Regions from separate parts of the Rattus norvegicus genome. Here region 2 is linked to region 1. The links are chromatin contacts, called in public Hi-C maps. All regions are on one chromosome and are shown on one strand. Each heading gives the region's core, a stretch centred on a gene start, on an enhancer-like site or on the middle of the called end of the contact. The rest is flanking DNA. Distances are from core to core; before and after follow the strand shown. Region 1 has its middle 19 kb from the start of Psen2. Region 2 overlaps Itpkb (inositol-trisphosphate 3-kinase B).

Region 1 (4,383 bases), core at 871-3,370:
TGGTTTCTGACTTTGCTTGAAAATCATTCTCTCAGTTGCGCTTTTTTTAAAAATTCAAATGTTTTATTTTGTTAACATAAACCACTTTAATATATATTAAAAGAACTATTCCTGTAACTTCATTTATGGCATTTCTGAATGTGCATTTGTATCTGGTCCCTAAATTACTATTCAATTCTGACTCATTTTTCTCCTGTTTATTTATGACTCCACTCTAACCAGCATTCATTCTTTCTGTACTTCATTGGCTTTATTGCCTCCCTCCCTCCCTCCCTCTTCTCCTCCTCTTTCTCCTCTTTTTCCTCCTCCTCCTCCTTCTCCCACTTCCCACTTGCTTAGATTTCAGGGATGCACCACCACACCTGACTATTCTATCTGTTTAACTGTAGTAAAATGCACAGGAAATAAGATTTATCACCGTTTACCCATTCTTAGGCAGTCACCATGACTGTAAGAGCATTCATGGAGTGACACAATTGCCTCTATCCTCTTCTAGAACTTTTTTGAAAGGTTAAAGATTTTAGGACACTTTCAGGGTCACAGAATAATTGAGCATAGAGTACAGAGAATTCCTTGAGTTCCCTGCCCCTGAGGTGGAGAAATGGCTGAATAGTTACAAGCACTCACTGCTCTTTCAGAGAACACAGGTTCAATTGCACCACGGGTGATACAGTATCATGTGGCTTTCCATGAACCATAAACAGTATTGAACCATGTGCACACCTCTTTCTCTTCCCATGTGCTGTACAGCATTGGCTCATGGGATCAGAGCTAATTCGTCTTTGCCTGTTTGCACGCTGGTGCCTTCTTTCTATCATTAACATTTGAGGTCATTGGCAAGAAAAATAAACATCCCGGAACACAAGCACTGCAGCACTGGGCCGATAGAGCTGAGAAGGCTGCTGTCTTAGGGTTTTGCCGCTGTGAACAGACACCATGTCCAAGGCAACTCTTATAAGGATGTGATGAATTAAACTCTCATTTAAATGGGGCTGGCTTACAGGTCAGTCCATTATCATCAAGGTGGGAGCATGGCGGCATCCAGGCAGGCATGGTGCAGGAGGAGCTGAGAGTTCTACATCTTCATCTAAAGGCTGCTAGCCAAATACTGGTTTCCAGGAAGCTAGGATGAGGTTCTGGAAGCCCACACCCACAGTGACACACCTACTCCAACAGGGCCACACCCTCTAATAGTGCCACTCCCTGGGCCAAACATATGCAAACCGTCTCAGCACCGTGTATTAGTATATACTGGTGAAAAAGGAAATGTCTCAGCTGCACAGGGTAGGACAGTGGAAGATTTTGTCATGTTTCTCAGAATGGAGAATCATCTAAACATATAAACTTATTACTGGCATTCTCTCTCTCTCTCTCTCTCTCTCTCTCTCTCTCTCTGTATATGTTTCGATGTGTGAGGGGGGAGCTATAATTGACTTTGGGGTAATCAAAATTCTGAAAAACAAAAACTGGGCAAGGAACTATTTGAAGCCCCGCTTCCCCCCTTTTCCTCCAGACCTTGGCAACCACCATACCACTCTCTACATGATTTTTAGTGATGAGCCTGCTTGTGTCTGGTTCATTTCATTAGCATACTGTGTTCAGGGTTGCTACATGCAGCATGGATTGGAACTTTCTTTTTTCTTTTTTCTTTTTAAGCTGAATAGTCTTCCAATTGTGCGGCTACACTATCCTGCTCACCCACTGGTGGACAGTTGAGTCGCCATGTCTTATACATTGTAATCAACACTGCTGTGAGGGTGCATGAGCTGATATTTGAGAGCGAGCTCTCAACTTTGGCAGTTACATCCTGGGAAATGGAATAGCTGCGCCTTACAGCTTCAGGAGTAGCCATATTGGCTTCCTCAACAGGCAGCAGCTTTCAATTTTTACCCCAAAAGCCATCTTAGTGAATATGAGGTGTTGTCTTTGCTCCTTAAGCTTTAACTAAGACCCGGGTGTCCCTTTCAAATGTTAAACAGGTCCTTGGCCATTCTTTTCTGCAATTCCCTCCCCACTGTGTATGCACGGTTTCTCTCTGACTTAAGCTAACGGGGTAGGCATCCTCAGCCCAGAGGACAGTTTAGCCAGCGGGTGTATGAGCTCTGCACCGGGAGTGTGTGGGTGATTCACACAAATTCCTTGGCTTGTGAGGGATCTGTTCTTTAGTTTCCCCGAAGAGCTGTCCTAAAACTGTGTGAGCCCCCAGAGAATAGCCTTGAGAACTTCGGTCATATGGTCCTCACAGTAGGTCTACAGGTCATATGTTACACGATTATGAATGGAGCTCTAGAGGTCTTTACCTCTCTGACAAATAATGCAGGGGCCCGAGTCTGCGATGCTGGAAGGCGATTCTTGTGAAAACACACACATTACCTCACACAGTAGCGACGAATCCTAAAACCACCAAAGTTCATGAGGCCCGAGCAGCATACATTTTTCTCCTAATCCTGGAAGCGGGTGGCGGTCCAGGACCGCCTTGGGAGAGGCACAACCTGTTTGTCCTTGGGCAGACAGGAAGCAGCTTCTTTGCCGCTAGAGGGCGCCAGCACCCTTTGGTTCAATCTCTACAGAAACACTGGGAGGCGCCCCTTTCCTGTTTAGTTGAGCTTGCTGCTGTTGCGGCTCTCTTTAGGCCTTGACCATTCAAATGGGCGATCCAGTTTGAAACAACGAAGGGAACATTTCTCCCCCAAGGATCTGGGATGACATCCCCAGGAAATCAGGGTCCTTGTGGGTGTAGGAGGCCCCGCTAAGGGACTGAGAGGTCACCTTGCAGGTCACCACCATCAAGAGCTGGGACAGGGGAAGGAAATATACAGCCTTTCCTTACATTTTTGAGTCTTCAAAATCAAAACACCATTTCAGACTAAGTGAAGAGTGTGCTGTTGTCTAGTTGCACTCTCTGTGGTACTTTCTGGAAAGCCAAGCTCTGTGTGGGAGGCCCTGTGCACCCCTTTTCCTGTCTCTCCAGTGTAACCTGCCTCACATATTTGGATCCTGTGACCCTCCTAAGAGTTAAAGAACACCACCCCCAAAGAAATAGCTCCCCCTTCTTATGAGGTCCAGGGTGTGGCCCCACAATCTGCCTGCCCCTGAACATTCTATCTGCTCTTCAGGTAACAGACAAACCACAAGCCGAGAAAGTTTCCATCAGACCTTGTCCTCTGGAGCCATTTCGGTTTTAATATGGTAGTGAGCTGACAGAGTCTTCATTCTCTTGTGTAGTTCTGAGTCCCAGAGATGGGGCACCTTCCGATATCCCTTCTCACTTACTCCTTGCTTTCCAGTAAGGACTCACCGCCTCCCAGCACTGGTGCCCATAGTCACACAGGGGTTCAGACACCAAAAACTCCCTCTTAAAGAAGCAGGGCCGTTGGGAAAAGAAATAAACAGATTGCTAGGTCCTTGCCCTAGTTAGGGCTTCTACTAGGGCTTGCCCTAGTTAGGGTGATGGAACATCACCATTAGATTTTGGGGAGGAAAAGGTTTATTTCATCCTACAAATCTCAGGTCACATGCCACCATGTGTGAAGGGAAGCCGTGACAGGAAACCGGAGGCAGGAGGCAGAGGCTATGGAGGAGTGCTGCTTACTGGCTTGCTCCTCATGACTTGGTCAGCTCTGGTTTATACAACCCAAGATCATCTACCCAGGGGCAGCACTACCCAGAAAGGTCTGGGGCGCCCACATCAATCGTGAATCAAGAAACTATTCCTAAAGGCTTACCCACCAGCCAATCTGCTGGAGGCATTTTCTCAATTGAGGTTACCTCTTCCTGGATTATTGTAACTTGTGTCCGGTTGACAAAACTCTGACTAGTACAGCTTTCTAGTTTGTTCAATGGCATCTGGTGGTGTTGAACCAACTTCTCTTCGTTTGGGATATTGGCAAAAGGATGGAGGCATATTGCAGTAACCCAGATAAGCTGGTGCTATGATAACACAAATCAATTAATATGAATGCAAACTGTGTGCCCAGATTGGGCAGATCTACCACTGCATACCTCTGTTCCCCAGCTAAGACATATAAAGAGCACCGAGGCAACCCACAGAGGTGGGAGTCTGACTGTGGTCGGTTCACCAGGACAGAGGCCTTGGTGCAGCCAGCCCTCTGAACCGTGCTGCAGTTGAACAGCGGTCCCAAATATACCCACATATAGATCCCTGGGACACAGGACTTTGTCACCTGGTGTGTAAAAGAGACTGCACAGGTGTGGTTACGTTAATGTTCTCTGGATAATAAGATGGTCCTGGGAAGGGTGTCCTTGTGAGACAGGTAGTGTCTAGTGGCTGAGAAGGTAAGGGGACAGGTTCTCCTCTAGAATGGATGCCAGCCTGTGAGCAACTTCACTGAAACCCAGCGAGACTGATTCCAAAAATTAGAC
Region 2 (4,471 bases), core at 926-3,425, 120 kb after region 1:
GGTAGGCGTGAGGGCTGGGGCAGACAGACCTGTCTTCTGCAGAACGCTTTGCGATAGCATAATGTGTCAGCCGCCTACTGTGGGAGGTAGAAGTGAGGCCAGATACAGCCAAGTTGTCCTTTAAACACACACACACCCTCTCCTGAGGTGGAATTTACAAGTGATCTGGGTGGGAAACAAAAGTGAAGTGTCCTGGGTGCTTGGGCGATGCCTGCCTGCTTCCACACACTCTTAGTTTCTTTTGGTTTTCACAACTGCCTGTAAGGAAATAGTGATCTCTACAGGGATCCCTCTGAAGGGGACAGTCAACGGACTGCATCTTCACATATTAAACATATCGAATTCTGTGGCCGATTTATTTGTTAACAGTCACAGGCAACACTTAGAGGACCTTGAATGGCTCAGGTAATGACTAGTATAGCTAATTCTTCCACACTGCAAAGGAAGTATTATTAATTACTGCCACGCCCATTGTACACATGACAAAACTAAGGCCCAAGTCACACGAGGGCAGGAGGTGTGGGGGCTTAGATGCAAGTTTCTGCCTGCATGGTTCCCACCCCTTCCCTGTCTTGCTATCATCTAATTTCCCTGTGAATGCACACAAGTTTCCAAGGACCAGACCTGCTTGCTGACTGCTACTTAAGCATTCTTAGCCTTCTTGGACCATTTTGATTAAACACTAGCCAGGTGGATCTGGCCTGAGCCGCATTTTGGAAAAACTTTGGAAGCTTTAATGAGTCTCGGAGCCAGACTGCATTCTAAGCTGCTTAGCTCAGAAACTCTAAGAGAGGGCGCTAAGTCCCCAGCGATGCTGAAGTGTGGCCAAGGTTAAGAACCACCTCCCTGCCAACCTTGACTGTGCTTGCTCATGGAGATGGGAGCCCCCTGGGAGCCCTTAAGGAAACCGAGATGGCTTTCAGTCCACCACCTCCGTCTGTTTACCAGCATCATTCATTCTATCTGCAACACAGAGCCCTAACGTAGATGTCTGTGTTCCTGAATACTCCCAGGAACAGGCTCCACTCTGTCCAAAGGGCTTCAGGGCAATGGGGCGGCCTGGCCTCAAACTTGTTATGTAGCTGAGGATAACCTTGAGCTGCAACCATATTGCTTCTGTCTCCTGGATGCTAAATTGGCAGGTGTGTGACCCGTAGCCTGCTAGCAGACACTTAGGAGGGGAGGAGAGGACAACTGCCCAGGACTTGTAAATTATGTTCTTCAGGATGCTAAGATGGGCAGCAGATGAACCTGTGTGGCTTACTTTCTCAGTGCTCAGGCGCATATGGGATGTGGATGGCACTTTTCGGAGAAAGCCCATCTGCCCATCTCCCAAATCTGTACCATGTGAAGATATATAGATTTATTTTTTTGTTTTTGCTTTTATTTTTTCCACTCAGGGTATCTTGGCTGTCCTGGAGCTCACTTTGTGGACCAGGCTGGCCTCGAATTCAGAGGTTCACCTGCCTCTCGATCCCCAGCACTGGGATTAAAGGCGTGTGCCACCACTGCCCAACCATAAATTGATTTTTTGAAAGCTTATTGGGATCAAACATTTTACATTGATGAAGGTGGTTTCAGAAAGCAGCCTGATATCTGGCTAGCCTGGGCTACATTTGGGCTGTGTGGTTGTATCTGTTTCTCAAGACATCCCACTCTGGCCCAGCTCTCTTTAGTAATGACAGGAATGGAATATATACTCAAAGTGTATTCCTTCCTTTTCCTTTCTGTGAACCTTCTGCAGGATGGCGGTGTCTATAGGAGCGGACTTGCGGGCTAATCCACAGTAATAAAGTACCATCCCTTAGGGCAGAGGGCTGAGTCAGCTAGGACTGTGCTTCCCAGACTGGCAAGGAACTGAGGGGTTCTCTCCTGGGGCCTGCAGCCCCCACACACTGCCGCAGGCCTCAAGTACTGTTTTCTGATAAATCACTGGATTTGACATGGTGAGAGGAGGCAAACTGAGCAAGGTGCTCAAGTAAATGTTTACACGGGTCAGCACCTCCCTCCCCCTCCCCACCCCCACAACCTAGCTGCACCCATTACTCACAAGGCCTGAGTGCCCTGAGCAGGGTGAAGGTGTCTTGCATTCACATTGGACCTTCTCCCTTACTTGATCCCCAGGGACAGGCTCTGCTGTGTCCAGAGGTTTTAAGGCAAGTGGACAGGGTAGGGCCTACTAGTGGTCAGATTCGCTTCTAATTGTGTCTGGGACAACAGAAACTCTGTTCAGTTCCTCTCTCTGACTTTGCTTTTTGCTTCAACTAAACTGAGTTGCGACTCACAACAAACTCCTGTCACAGATGTCTGCCTCTGTGTACCTGCGGGGAAACATGCCTACTCTCTAGTCCTCTTCCTCTCTGCACGGTGGAACTTTCCTTTTCCTTTAAGTTCCCAGATTGTTTAGCAGTAATTCTCTTGGTCATAAAAGGGACGAATTTCTGTCCCTTCCTCTCGTGGCCACAGACATTCCCTACCTCCGACCTCTCCCTCCAAACTAAGTTATAGAGTCGGCGGTGCCTTTCAGGAAGGCAAATTGGTTTGAGGAAGGAAGCCCAGCGCTTTTTCACGGTCTTAGGAACTCAGGCTTCCCTTAACTCTGCTCCGCCCCTCCCTCCTCTGAGATGCCCTCCCTCCTTCCTGCCCACCCTTAGTTAGCTCCGCCCTTCTTTCCTAGCGCTGTGCCCCGCCTTCTGCCCCACCTCTCACGCACTTGGCCCTTCCCCCGGAGCCTGGCGTCATGGAAAGGCGGGGTGGAGCAATGGTCTGAATACACTATGCCCGCAGGCCCCACCCTCCGTCAGGGTGGCATGTGCCGCCCTTGAGCGGTCCCTAGCGGCCTGAGGGCTCTGCTGACTCTGGGCTGATGGCCTCCGTGAACAGGTCCTAGGCTCAGACAGCAATCAGTAAAAGGCTACAGAGACATTTCTGTCTTCTCCCTGCGTGGCGATCTCTGGATCCCTTTCTCTGGCTCTTTTCCTCCGGCTGAGAAAGAGGCTTTTTACACTGGTGAAAAAGGGTTTTCAAAAGTCAGACGCTTTCTTGGCTCTTGCCTGTGAAGTGCGATTTAAAACAGTAGCATTTATCTTCTTCTTCTTCTTCTTCTTCTTCTTCTTCTTCTTCTTCTTCTTCTTCTTCTTCTTCTTCTTCTTCTTCTTCTTCTCCTCCTCCTTCTTTTTCTTCTTCTTCTCCCTCTCCTCCTCCTCCTCCTCTTCCTCCTCTTCTTCTTCTTGTCCTTTTTTGAAACGTTCACATCTGTTGTGAGTTAATTCAGAAAACAAAGTAAAAACCCTTGCAGTTATCCTTGATATGTTTTTCCTCACACATTGCTTGCTTTTATTATCATCCCTAAGCAGTTTTAAGTATATCCTTGAGCTACCCTGATAAGGAAAAAAGTTCATCTCTGATCTTCCTCCTCCCCCAAACACCAGTTAAAAGGGGAAGTAGAACGTTAAAGATATTATACCTCAGGAACCATTCCATCAACAGCATCTCAAAGACCCCCGGTGTCTGCCTTTATGTGGTTAATCAGTCCATTTTCTGCATGGAGGCTGAGAACTGATATATTTGGCTTGGGGTTGTCAGACTCAGGATACTGTAAAACCAGAGTGGCTCCTCTCTAAATTCCAGGAGTGTAAAACACCAGACTTAAAAGAGATCAAAGGCACCGAAGGGATGAGGGGGACACAGAGGAGGGCTGGCACGTTAGGAAAGAGATAGTCTTCTTTAGAATCTGGGTATGTTTTAATTTTCACAAATGGCAGGATTGCCATCAAAGCAAACACCAGGAAGATGTTGGGAGGCAGTAAGTGCTGTTTTGGAAAGGGACCAAGCACTAGTCCCTAGAGAAAGTGACTAGGGACTCCCACGAACAGTCTTTCCCATGCAGGCTTACCCTCAGAGTAATGCTTGCCCAGGGCTTAGCCCTGGGGATGCCCCTCTTCCTGCATCCTGGCTGTCTGCCCCTTTCTCTAGCAAAGAGCTATGATTGACACCTGTGAGCCCTTCTAGGGAGGCGTCAGTTTACACACAGGAAACCACCTTCCTGGTAACAGAGTGGCTTAGATTGAGTCTCCTGTGAACAAACCCCACCAAAGCCTTAGCTCAGCTCTGGTTTTTCGTTTGCTTGTTTTGTTTTATTCTTTTTAAAATAGGCAAATGGGGCCAGGTTGGTGGCTTATGCCTATAAACCCCATACTTGGGAGGCTGAAGCAGGAGGCTCTCCATGAACCTGTGCTACATAGTACCTTTTGGGTGAGCCTGGGCTACAGAATGAAACAGTTTCAAACGCATAATACCAAATAACAACAAAAGTATACATAAATGGAGCTGGACCTGGGTGATGCAGCTCATCAAACGCATAATACCAAATAACAACAAAAGTATACATAAATGGAGCTGGACCTGGGTGATGCAGCTCAATGGTAGATAAAGGGCTTGCCCAGCATGCATCAGTCCTTGGGTTGGATCC

What was found. A called contact is a pair of places that touch in the nucleus more often than the background predicts.
Region 2: a contact with region 1 is called in a Hi-C map of Schwann cells, with 5 times the contacts expected there. The contact joins two enhancer-like sites. A contact is called at or near these places in 6 of 12 Hi-C or Micro-C datasets (Schwann cells, hepatocytes, kidney and 3 more).

What each region holds. Positions count from the first base shown.
Region 1 is chr13:94,533,286-94,537,668 of GRCr8, forward strand. No RefSeq gene overlaps it. Among named protein-coding and RNA genes, the nearest start is that of Psen2, 19 kb to the left of the region's middle. Within about 2 kb of position 2,121, at least 17 of the 93 cell types and tissues checked have an H3K27ac peak or open chromatin away from gene starts, as enhancers often do. A contact at or near this core is called in Schwann cells, where this site is marked.
Region 2 is chr13:94,654,961-94,659,431 of GRCr8, forward strand. All of the region lies in intron 2 of Itpkb (inositol-trisphosphate 3-kinase B), which reads left to right. Among named protein-coding and RNA genes, the nearest start is that of Itpkb, 56 kb to the left of the region's middle. Within about 2 kb of position 2,176, at least 89 of the 93 cell types and tissues checked have an H3K27ac peak or open chromatin away from gene starts, as enhancers often do. A contact at or near this core is called in Schwann cells, where this site is marked.